3 separate regions of the Mus musculus genome follow, and all the other regions are linked to region 3. Evidence: chromatin contacts called from public HiChIP or PLAC-seq and promoter capture Hi-C data. All regions are on one chromosome and are shown on one strand. The core of a region is the stretch at or near the end of the contact, and the rest is flanking DNA. Distances in the headings are between cores, read along the strand shown.

Region 1 (2,727 bases), core at 186-2,685, 280 kb after region 3:
GAGGCCTGAATGCTGCCAATCCCTGCCACAACTAGGAATGAACTGTGGAGACGGAGGTGCTGTGGTTGTTTGGGGGGTCTGGTGCTTCCTGGCACAGTTCAAAGTCTCCCTTAGCCCTTTATGTCCCCATTGCTGGGAAAGGGCAGGGTGAGGTGGGGACAGCCTGTCAACAGCTCAGCGGCAGAAAGTGGGTTTAATAGCCTTGTTGCTTTTTGCATGCCCTTCAAACAGACATTTTCCCTCACTCCTTTTTGGTGTTTGTTTGTTTGTTTGTTTGTTCGTTTGAGACAGAGTTTTGTTAGCTCAATCTGGTCTCAGATTCACAGTGTGGCTGAGGCTGGTTTTGAACTCCAGATCATCCCTCCTCCACTACTGGAGCACTGAGATTACAGGCACAAACCATCACCCCCAGCTTCTTCCTGGCACTTGGATGAGGAACTGGAACTAGAGAAGGTTGACTTGGGCATTAGAGGGAGGGGCAGTGTGCTTGGTCCCAGATGTCCAGTGCCTCAGTTACAACCTCGAAGGAAATGCTCTGTCTCCATGAGGGGGTTAACTCCCTGTCCAGAACCTTGTCAGGAGGCAAATGGTCAGTGGTCAAGTTTATGATGTGTAAGCGCTATTCTAGCTGTGCGATCCTTGGTGGGTGATAATGGGCACCCCGCAGCCACCTTAAACTGTGAGATGAGATAATAGTGCAGCACCGAGCACAGCCCTAGCCCGCCTCACACTGGCCTTGAAACTGGCAAATGGGTCCAGGGTCCTCTCACTCTCAAACCTGGAGTGTTTGTGCTGAAACCAATCTTCGACGCCTGAACATGTGGGAATTTCACACCTAGTTCTCCCTCGTCTCCTCTGGCACCCTACCTGGCAGTCCCACCAAGATTCTCTTTCCTGTGGTCAAGCTGGACTCCTAGACAAAGTCAAATTAGCCCCAACGGAAGGTGAGACAGTAGCTAACACTGGGGCCACTTACAACTGGATTGAAGCCCCAGCTCCCCTTACTGTCTGACCCTGACTCTGACTGAGCCTTACCTCTCCTCAGCCTGAGATAGAGCATGTGCCATCCCCAGCAGTGCCTGGAACAAGAGGGACACTAGAGAAAGGGGACTATTTTAAAGCCCCGGCAGTCATCTTGGTGGCAGGAGTACCCATCAACGCCCTTCCCTACACACCCGGGACTTAGAGGCTTTGCTTCCCACGCCCTCGCCCGCACTCACTTGGGTAGCGAAAGTAAAACTCGTTGTCCACGTTACTGTGGTTGCCCCAGTGCCACAGGGCAGCGTCGGTTTCGTGGTTGTACCGGACAAAGATAGCAAAGAGGAGGGCAGTGGCGCCTTGGAAGAGCAGGCACAGCAGCGGCAGGACCAGGCGCCGGTGGCGGGGAACGCGGGCCATGAACGCGGCTGTGTTCTCCCGGTCTCCGGCAGGGCAGTGCCGGCCAAGCTGACTCCTGCCACCGCAAAGGTGAGGCCCCGCCCCCCGGAGGCCGTGCTGCTCCTTGGGGAGCCCCACCCCTCAGCTCGAGGTTGGCAGGGATTAGCCCCGCAGGTCAGGTCCTGTTTCCCATGGCCCCGCTGAGGCACCGGTGATGTGTGAGCTTCCCCAACTGTGCCCCAGCTGCCAGAGGGTGGAGAGAGGGGGAAAGGTACTCGCCCCTTTAAACCTGGTGTGAGAGATTGGCATCCAAGAAGCTAGTATCCTTTAAAGGTCCTACCTGGTTTCCCTCGGTTAATAGGAAGGAATCGGATTAATGCTGAGATCTTCCGTTGCCTGGCTGTAGAGATAAACCAGATGGCCCCTCTCAGAAGCAGTTGCCTCTACCACTCTACCACCTTTGTTGTTGTTGTTGTTGTTGTTAAAGATGTATTTAGTTATTTTATGAGTACACTGCCATTCTTTTTAGACACACCAGAAGAGATCATCAGATCCCATTACAGATGGTTGTGAGCCATCAAGTGGTTGCTGGGAATTGAACTCAGGACCTCTGGAAGAGCAGTGGGTGCTCTTAACTGCTGAGCCATCTCTCGGGCCCCAGCCTCTACCACCTTAAGTTGAGCTGAGATTACAGCTCCAACAGCCATGGTCCCTGAAGGACTCTAGCCGGTAGGGACACTGGTACTCTTGGTTCTGAAACCTGCAGTCCACAGGTGCAGGGACAGTAGGATAGCTTGCTAACCCTCTGCTCATTGTCCAGTTCTTCCACTGTCTCAGCAGGGACCTGAGCCTCTGCCCCTGCCTTTTTTGTGGACTTGGGAGGACACCTGGATTCTAGCTGTCTGGTTTCCTGTGCCAAGGGTCCAGCCAGGCACATGAAAGACCAGAGATCAGCCTCTGGTGACACAGCTCCCAGCTGGTCCATGTGGGCCCTGTCCAGAGACTCTCCATCACTCTTCAGTCAGCAGGAAGGTTAAGCATAAAGACTCAGCATCTATGGGTCACCCCCTGCGGGGGCCATCTCCTGTCCCAGGTGTGACTCCTGAGCCCTGCTTGGTGTCAGTAGTTGCTTGGGTGGTTCCAGCAGGTCTGGGAGGAAGAGCCTTCTATACCCCCAGAACTAGAGAAAGGGGAAGAGAGAGCTGTGGTCTGATTTTAACCTCCTCTTAACTCCATACCTCCCTTCATCTACAACTCCTCCAGGGCCTGACTTCCCCCTTTTCTCTTCTTCATTCATTCACTCAATAAATACTCATGTAGTGTCTACCCTGGGCTAGGTCCTAGGGTTGG
Region 2 (2,700 bases), core at 104-2,603, 260 kb after region 3:
CCGTCTCCAGGGGAGCACAAGGCAAGAGCCAGAGCGGGACTGTTCTTCAGTCAAGGGGCAGGGGTTGCTGCCTCTCTCAGTAGAGGCTTTTTCTCAGAAATGGCTTCCTGGTCTGACAGTCCATAGATGAGGAACACCGCTGTCCTGCAGGCTACACACTACCATTCTCTCTAGCCTCTCCATGACACAGAAGGAAAGGAATAGGGCTAGCAAGTCAGACAACAGGCAAGACTTGTCAGCCATAAACCTGACACAGCTCAAGGGAGCACGGAAGAGCCACAGCAAGCAATTGTGCTCTTGACCTCATTTCCCCTGTAACACCCACATCCAACGCTGTGCTCCTGAACGCGTTGCTGGGAGCAGGAGCAGAGCCCAGACTCCCCCTCTTCGAGCTCTCTTGCCCTCACCCAGAGTTCTTCCTGTCTGAACACCTCCTTGAAACTTCAGTTGGAATCCCAGAATTTGTCTAAACACAGAAAATACAGGATCACACGTGGCGTGATTGCTACGACCTAGAAAGCAAAAGGGGGTATCCACCACCATCTACCCTCCCTCCCAAGAGGCAGCCCTTAGCCCCAAGCCCTCCAGGAACAATCCGCACGCATCTGGGCACTCACACCCAACACTGCAGTGCTTCTCCGCAGCATTCCTTCACAGACACACACCGGACATTGACTGCTCCGGAGCAGCCGCAACCTCAACCTGCTCGGGGGTGGAGAGTCTACCTTGCACGCTCAGGCCCTGCATGGTTCAGCAAATCAAAAAGTGCCCTCATTTTCCAGAGGAACTGAGGCTGTGGAGGGAAAGGACCAGCCTCAGGGTCCTCAGTTCCTCAGCATCAGGAAAGCCCCATGAGCCCTAGCGTTCCCCAAAAGGACAGAGCCTGGGATCTGACCAGGGCTATGGATGCTACTGGTCCAGCAAGCTTGTGAGCACTGGGGTCCCAAGGGCAGGTCCCTGTGTGAGCAAGTGAAAGCTGCCACCCCCTCCCCCTACTAGGCTGGAGCATCAATCTTCAGGGACATGGGGGTGGGAAGTAGTGGTCAGCCCTGAGCCAATCCCATGCTTGCACTAGCAGCTCCTTAGGAAGCCCATGGGATCTGTAGAGAATCTGGTGGGTGTGCTGGTCTCCGCCCAACCAGGAAAGGGTTTGGGGTGGCAGCAAGCAGAGGCAGGGGGTGAGCTGCCTTTTAGTAACTGAAAGACCTAGCCAGACCCAGTTGGGGTCAGGAGGGCAAGAGGGCAGGGAGGAGTTCTTCCCTAAAAAGGGATTCCACAGACTGACTGAAGTGGGAGGAACCAGGCAGGCCCTCACTTATATGCTCTCAGAGTCCCACTGAGCATATGCAGATGAGTCTGTCTGTATGCAGATGAGTCTGTCTATATGCAGATGAGGAGAGAAGGCATTCTCTTCTCTGGGTTACCATAGAGCCTGTCACCCCCTCCCTTTCCCTTTGGGTTCCAGCTGCAGGGTAGCTTGGGAAAAAGGCTAGCCCCTAGGGAGGGGCAACTTACAAATAAAAGGTTAGACTTCAGGAAGGACTGACCAAAGGAAAAAACTAATCAGTCTGGGGAGGAACTAGAGATGGAAGAGAATATAGAGAGGTTTCTGAATAGGTGAGACCAAACCATGCCCTACGGAACCGTGAAAGAACAACCCAGGCTCTAAGTTCACAGACGGGCAGAAAGCTCTTGGACACACAGGCTAGCAGAGGAAAGGGCCCCAGAGAGCAGCTGTGCTGATCTAGTGCCATCCTGGTCCCTCACAGGTCACTGGCTCCTGACCTCAGACCCTTCACAGACAGGCCTGGGGCTCCTGCAGGTCACATAGATCCCAAATAGCAAGTCCCTGGCCACTGATTTGCAACAACTTAGGCTATGGTGGGCAGGTTGGAATGACAGTTCCTGCATAGGTCTTAGGACTTCCGTCAGGGGATAGGGGCAGAGACATCAAGAGGGGAGAGAACACCAGGGCCTGGGGAAACTGAGACCCAGAAATGCTAAGAAAGTTGCCTCTTCTTTCAGCTGATTTAAGCCAAGTTGGGCCTGAGCCCAGGGCTTCTCCTAGGAGTGTAGAGGCCTTTGGAAAAATCTCACTTTTCCTCGGGTGGCCCGAGTTCCCTTTTCCACCCCCACCCCACCCCCCACCATTCAATGGTGTAGCCAAGGCCTTTGTGGAGAGGCCCTGGGGAAGAGAGGGCCCTTGTCATCCATTCATCTTGCAGGAGGCTTGGCCCATGCCAGACTCGCTGGACTCTCCTTCCTGGGAGGTGCCAGGCAACCCCCACCTCCCCTCGTGGCTGCTCCCCCACTTCTATCATTTCCTGGGGCCTCAGGGGTTTGGCTGTGATCCCAGCCAAAAGATGGTGGGGAGTCCCACCTCCCACACTTCCTCATTCACACACTGGCACCAGACCTGTGGGAACGCCGGACAGCAGCTGGGCATTGGTGCCCGGCTCTCCCCTCAGCCCACAGACCTTAGAGAAGGCACGAGGAACAGGGCCTTCCCCCCCTGCGCTGTCCTCAGCACTGATTGTGAATCTGGGTACAAACAAGGCCTGTAACCTGGATAGTAACAGACCTTTCCCAGGAAACCTTCTGACAGGCATATATTCTGGGTCACCTTAACCCTCCCCATAATTCTGCTCTGCTCGAAGCTCCAAGGACAAAAAAAAAAAAAAAAAAAAAAAAAACCCTTGA
Region 3 (2,700 bases), core at 51-2,550:
ATGTGGGAACCAGTCTCTCCTCAGCTCACTATGCGGGTCCTGAACATCACAGTAGGGAGCATGGCAACAGGCAGGCGGTTATGGCACTGGAACAGCAGCTGAGAGCTCAGGTCTCAATGTACAAGCACAAGCCTGCCCCCAGTGACACACCTCCTCCAACAAGGCCATTCCTCCCAATCCTTTTTTTTTTTTTTTTTTTTTTTTTGGATTTTTGAGACAGGGTTTCTCTGTGTAGCTCTGGCTGTCCTGGAACTCACTCTGTAGACCAGGCTGGTCTCGAACTCAGAAATCCGCCTGCCTTTGCCTCCCAAGTGCTGGGATTAAAGACATGTGCCACCACTGCCCGGCCCCAATCTTTTTAAACAGGTCCTCCACCTGGGGAGCAAGCATTCAAATATTTGAGCCTGAAATATTGGTCCCTTGTAGAAAATCTACAGCTTCATTTCTTTCTTCGCCAAACTTCATGCTTAGCCACCAGGGGGCTCTCTTGAGAGCCGCGTAACTTCTTCACTAAATGACAAGAGGGATCGAACTTCAAAGGAGAAAAACTTTCCCTTGCTAGTCTCCTTTTCCTGGTGCGGGGTAGGGTAGGGTAGGACGTCCCTCTGCGGGTACGAACTGGGCATTGTGTCTGCTAACATTAACTGGGCAGGGGTACTGGCACAGGCATTTAATCCCAGCACTGGGGAAGCTATGGCAGGAGCGTCCCTGAGACCTGCCTGATCTACATAGCCATACCAACCATCTGAAGAAAAGGGGTGGTGGTGGTGTTTACTACCCAGGCTGGTGTCAATCCTACTTCAGCCTCCGGAGCACTGGCAGACTTCCCTCAGTACCAGTGGGCTCCTCTTTCTTCGGGCAGTGTTTCTTCGCAATGTTGCCTCTCTTGGGGGTGAGTATTTACTGTTATACACAAAACACTGCACCGTCCGTTTTTCCAACAGTTCACGAGGTTTCCAACACCAAGCCATTTTATAAATGAGGAGCTGAGTCCTAGAGGATTTGAGTAAGAGTGTAGAGAAAGGAGGTCCTGGGGCCCAGTTCTGTGCATCTTAGGGTGTTCTGGGCTGTCTGGCTGTATCTCAAGCCTCTTTCGGAAAATCACCCGCACCGGACGGGATCCCCGCCAGGGCGAGGCTACAATTTGATTCTTCTCTGCTGAGCTGGGATGATGCAGGGACCCGGGCTGTGTGTTGCACTGAACTCTAAAGGGTTAAGGCCTAGGGACCGCCCCTTTTCCGCCCGGCCGGCGGGAGTATGAATACCCTCGCTTCAGCTCGCTGCTGGAATCCTCCGCTTCCGCTGGGTCACTGTCGCCGCTACTCCCTTTCTCCCCCTTAAAAGCTCCAAGGGCCACTCCCTTCTCTAGTGCTCCACGTCCGCTTGCCCTCGGGGGGCCAGACCAGCGACATGGAGGGTTGCGTCGGGGAAGAATCTTTTCAGATGTGGGAGCTCAATCGACGCCTGGAGGCCTACCTGACCCGGGTCAAGACGCTGGAGGAGCAGAACCAGCTGCTCAGTGCCGAGCTTGGGGGACTCCGGGCGCAGTCCGGGGACGCCTCCTGGCGAGCCCGAGCCGACGACGAGCTGGCAGCCCTGCGGGTCCTCGTCGATCAGCGCTGGCGGGAGAAGCACGAGGCTGAGGTGCAGCGCGACAACCTTGCCGAAGAGCTGGAGAGCGTGGCGGGCCGGTGCCAGCAGGTGCGGCTCGCCCGGGAGCGGACCATCGAGGAGGCGGCCTGCAGCCGGCGCGCGCTCGAGGCGGAGAAGAATGCGCGGGGCTGGCTGAGCACCCAGGCTGCCGAGCTGGAGCGCGAGTTAGAGGCTCTGCGAGCGTCGCACGAGGAGGAGCGCGCGCACCTGAACGCCCAGGCCGCCTGTACGCCGCGCCGACCCCCCGCGCCGGCCCACGCATCCCCCATCCGGGCCCCTGAAGTCGAGGAGCTGGCCAGGCGCCTAGGCGAAGTGTGGCGCGGGGCGGTGCGTGACTACCAGGAGCGCGTGGCTCACATGGAGAGCTCGCTGGGCCAGGCCCGCGAGCGTCTGGGCCAAGCCGTGCGGGGCGCTCGGGAGAGTCGCTTAGAGGTGCAGCAGCTGCAGGCTGATCGCGACAGCCTCCAGGAGCGCAGAGAGGCGCTGGAACAGAGATTGGAAGGCCGCTGGCAGGACCGGCTGCAGGCCACTGAAAAGTTCCAGGTGAGGAGGGTCACCAACACGCCCACCCTGTCCCTGGTAAAACCAAGCCCTAGGAGGTACTTAGGATGGCAAGAGACCTTCAGGAAAGGGGTGGGGGCAAGGACAACTGTATTCAGGAGTCCTTGCTCAGAGCAAGCACAAGTCCTAGACTTCCCTGTCCAGACAGGCAGGATGGATGGAATTCTGAGACCTCCTAGCACAGCCCCCTTGAAAGGCCCGCAGGCCAATACCCACTGTAGCTGCTCCTCACTCTTTGAATGGCAACCCCTCTCTAGGGTGACTCCCTGTGCCCTTCACTATGCAGTTGTCAATCAGAAGGTGCCCAACACATGCTCTCTCCCCACCAGAAGGTTCCTAGCAACCATAGTGAAGGAAGGCAGTGTGAGCCACCGCAGACCACCAGCCCCTCTCTGTGTCAAGGCTTCTCAGCTCCCTGAAGCGCATTCCAAAGGCCTGGGGCACCCTCCCCCTCATATTGCACAGATGTGACCAACAGCTGAGAAA

The links. HiChIP or PLAC-seq counts read pairs in DNA pulled down with a chosen protein or histone mark. Capture Hi-C pulls out chosen DNA fragments and counts their contacts.
Region 1: a contact with region 3 is called in a promoter capture Hi-C map of pancreatic islet. The contact joins the promoter of Rhbg here to the promoter of Nes in region 3. A contact is called at or near these places in 1 of 39 promoter capture datasets (embryonic stem cells), 1 of 15 datasets of contacts at CTCF or cohesin (embryonic stem cells), 4 of 484 Hi-C or Micro-C datasets (cardiomyocytes, cortical neurons and rod photoreceptor), 2 of 115 datasets of contacts at active chromatin or transcription factors (bone marrow-derived macrophages and pancreatic cancer cells) and 2 of 9 other capture datasets (liver and pancreatic islet).
Region 2: an H3K4me3 HiChIP or PLAC-seq map of embryonic forebrain shows a contact between it and region 3, with 2.1 times the contacts expected there. The contact joins the enhancer-like site here to the promoter of Nes in region 3. A contact is called at or near these places in 1 of 39 promoter capture datasets (embryonic stem cells), 2 of 15 datasets of contacts at CTCF or cohesin (embryonic stem cells and large pre-B cells), 3 of 484 Hi-C or Micro-C datasets (cardiomyocytes, cortical neurons and rod photoreceptor), 7 of 115 datasets of contacts at active chromatin or transcription factors (bone marrow-derived macrophages, embryonic forebrain, embryonic hindbrain and 3 more) and 1 of 9 other capture datasets (liver).

What each region holds. Positions count from the first base shown.
Region 1 is chr3:88,253,249-88,255,975 of GRCm38.p6, forward strand. It overlaps Rhbg (Rhesus blood group-associated B glycoprotein), which reads right to left and starts at 1,436. Exons shown (of 10, transcript NM_021375.3): 1 at 1,221-1,436. The coding sequence starts at 1,398.
Region 2 is chr3:88,230,193-88,232,892 of GRCm38.p6, forward strand. No RefSeq gene overlaps it. Among named protein-coding and RNA genes, the nearest start is that of Gm25641, 16 kb to the left of the region's middle. Within about 2 kb of position 1,354, at least 72 of the 459 cell types and tissues checked have an H3K27ac peak or open chromatin away from gene starts, as enhancers often do. A contact at or near this core is called in cortical neurons and embryonic forebrain, where this site is marked.
Region 3 is chr3:87,969,793-87,972,492 of GRCm38.p6, forward strand. Nes (nestin) reads left to right here and starts at 1,301. Exons shown (of 4, transcript NM_016701.3): 1 at 1,301-2,196. The coding sequence starts at 1,411.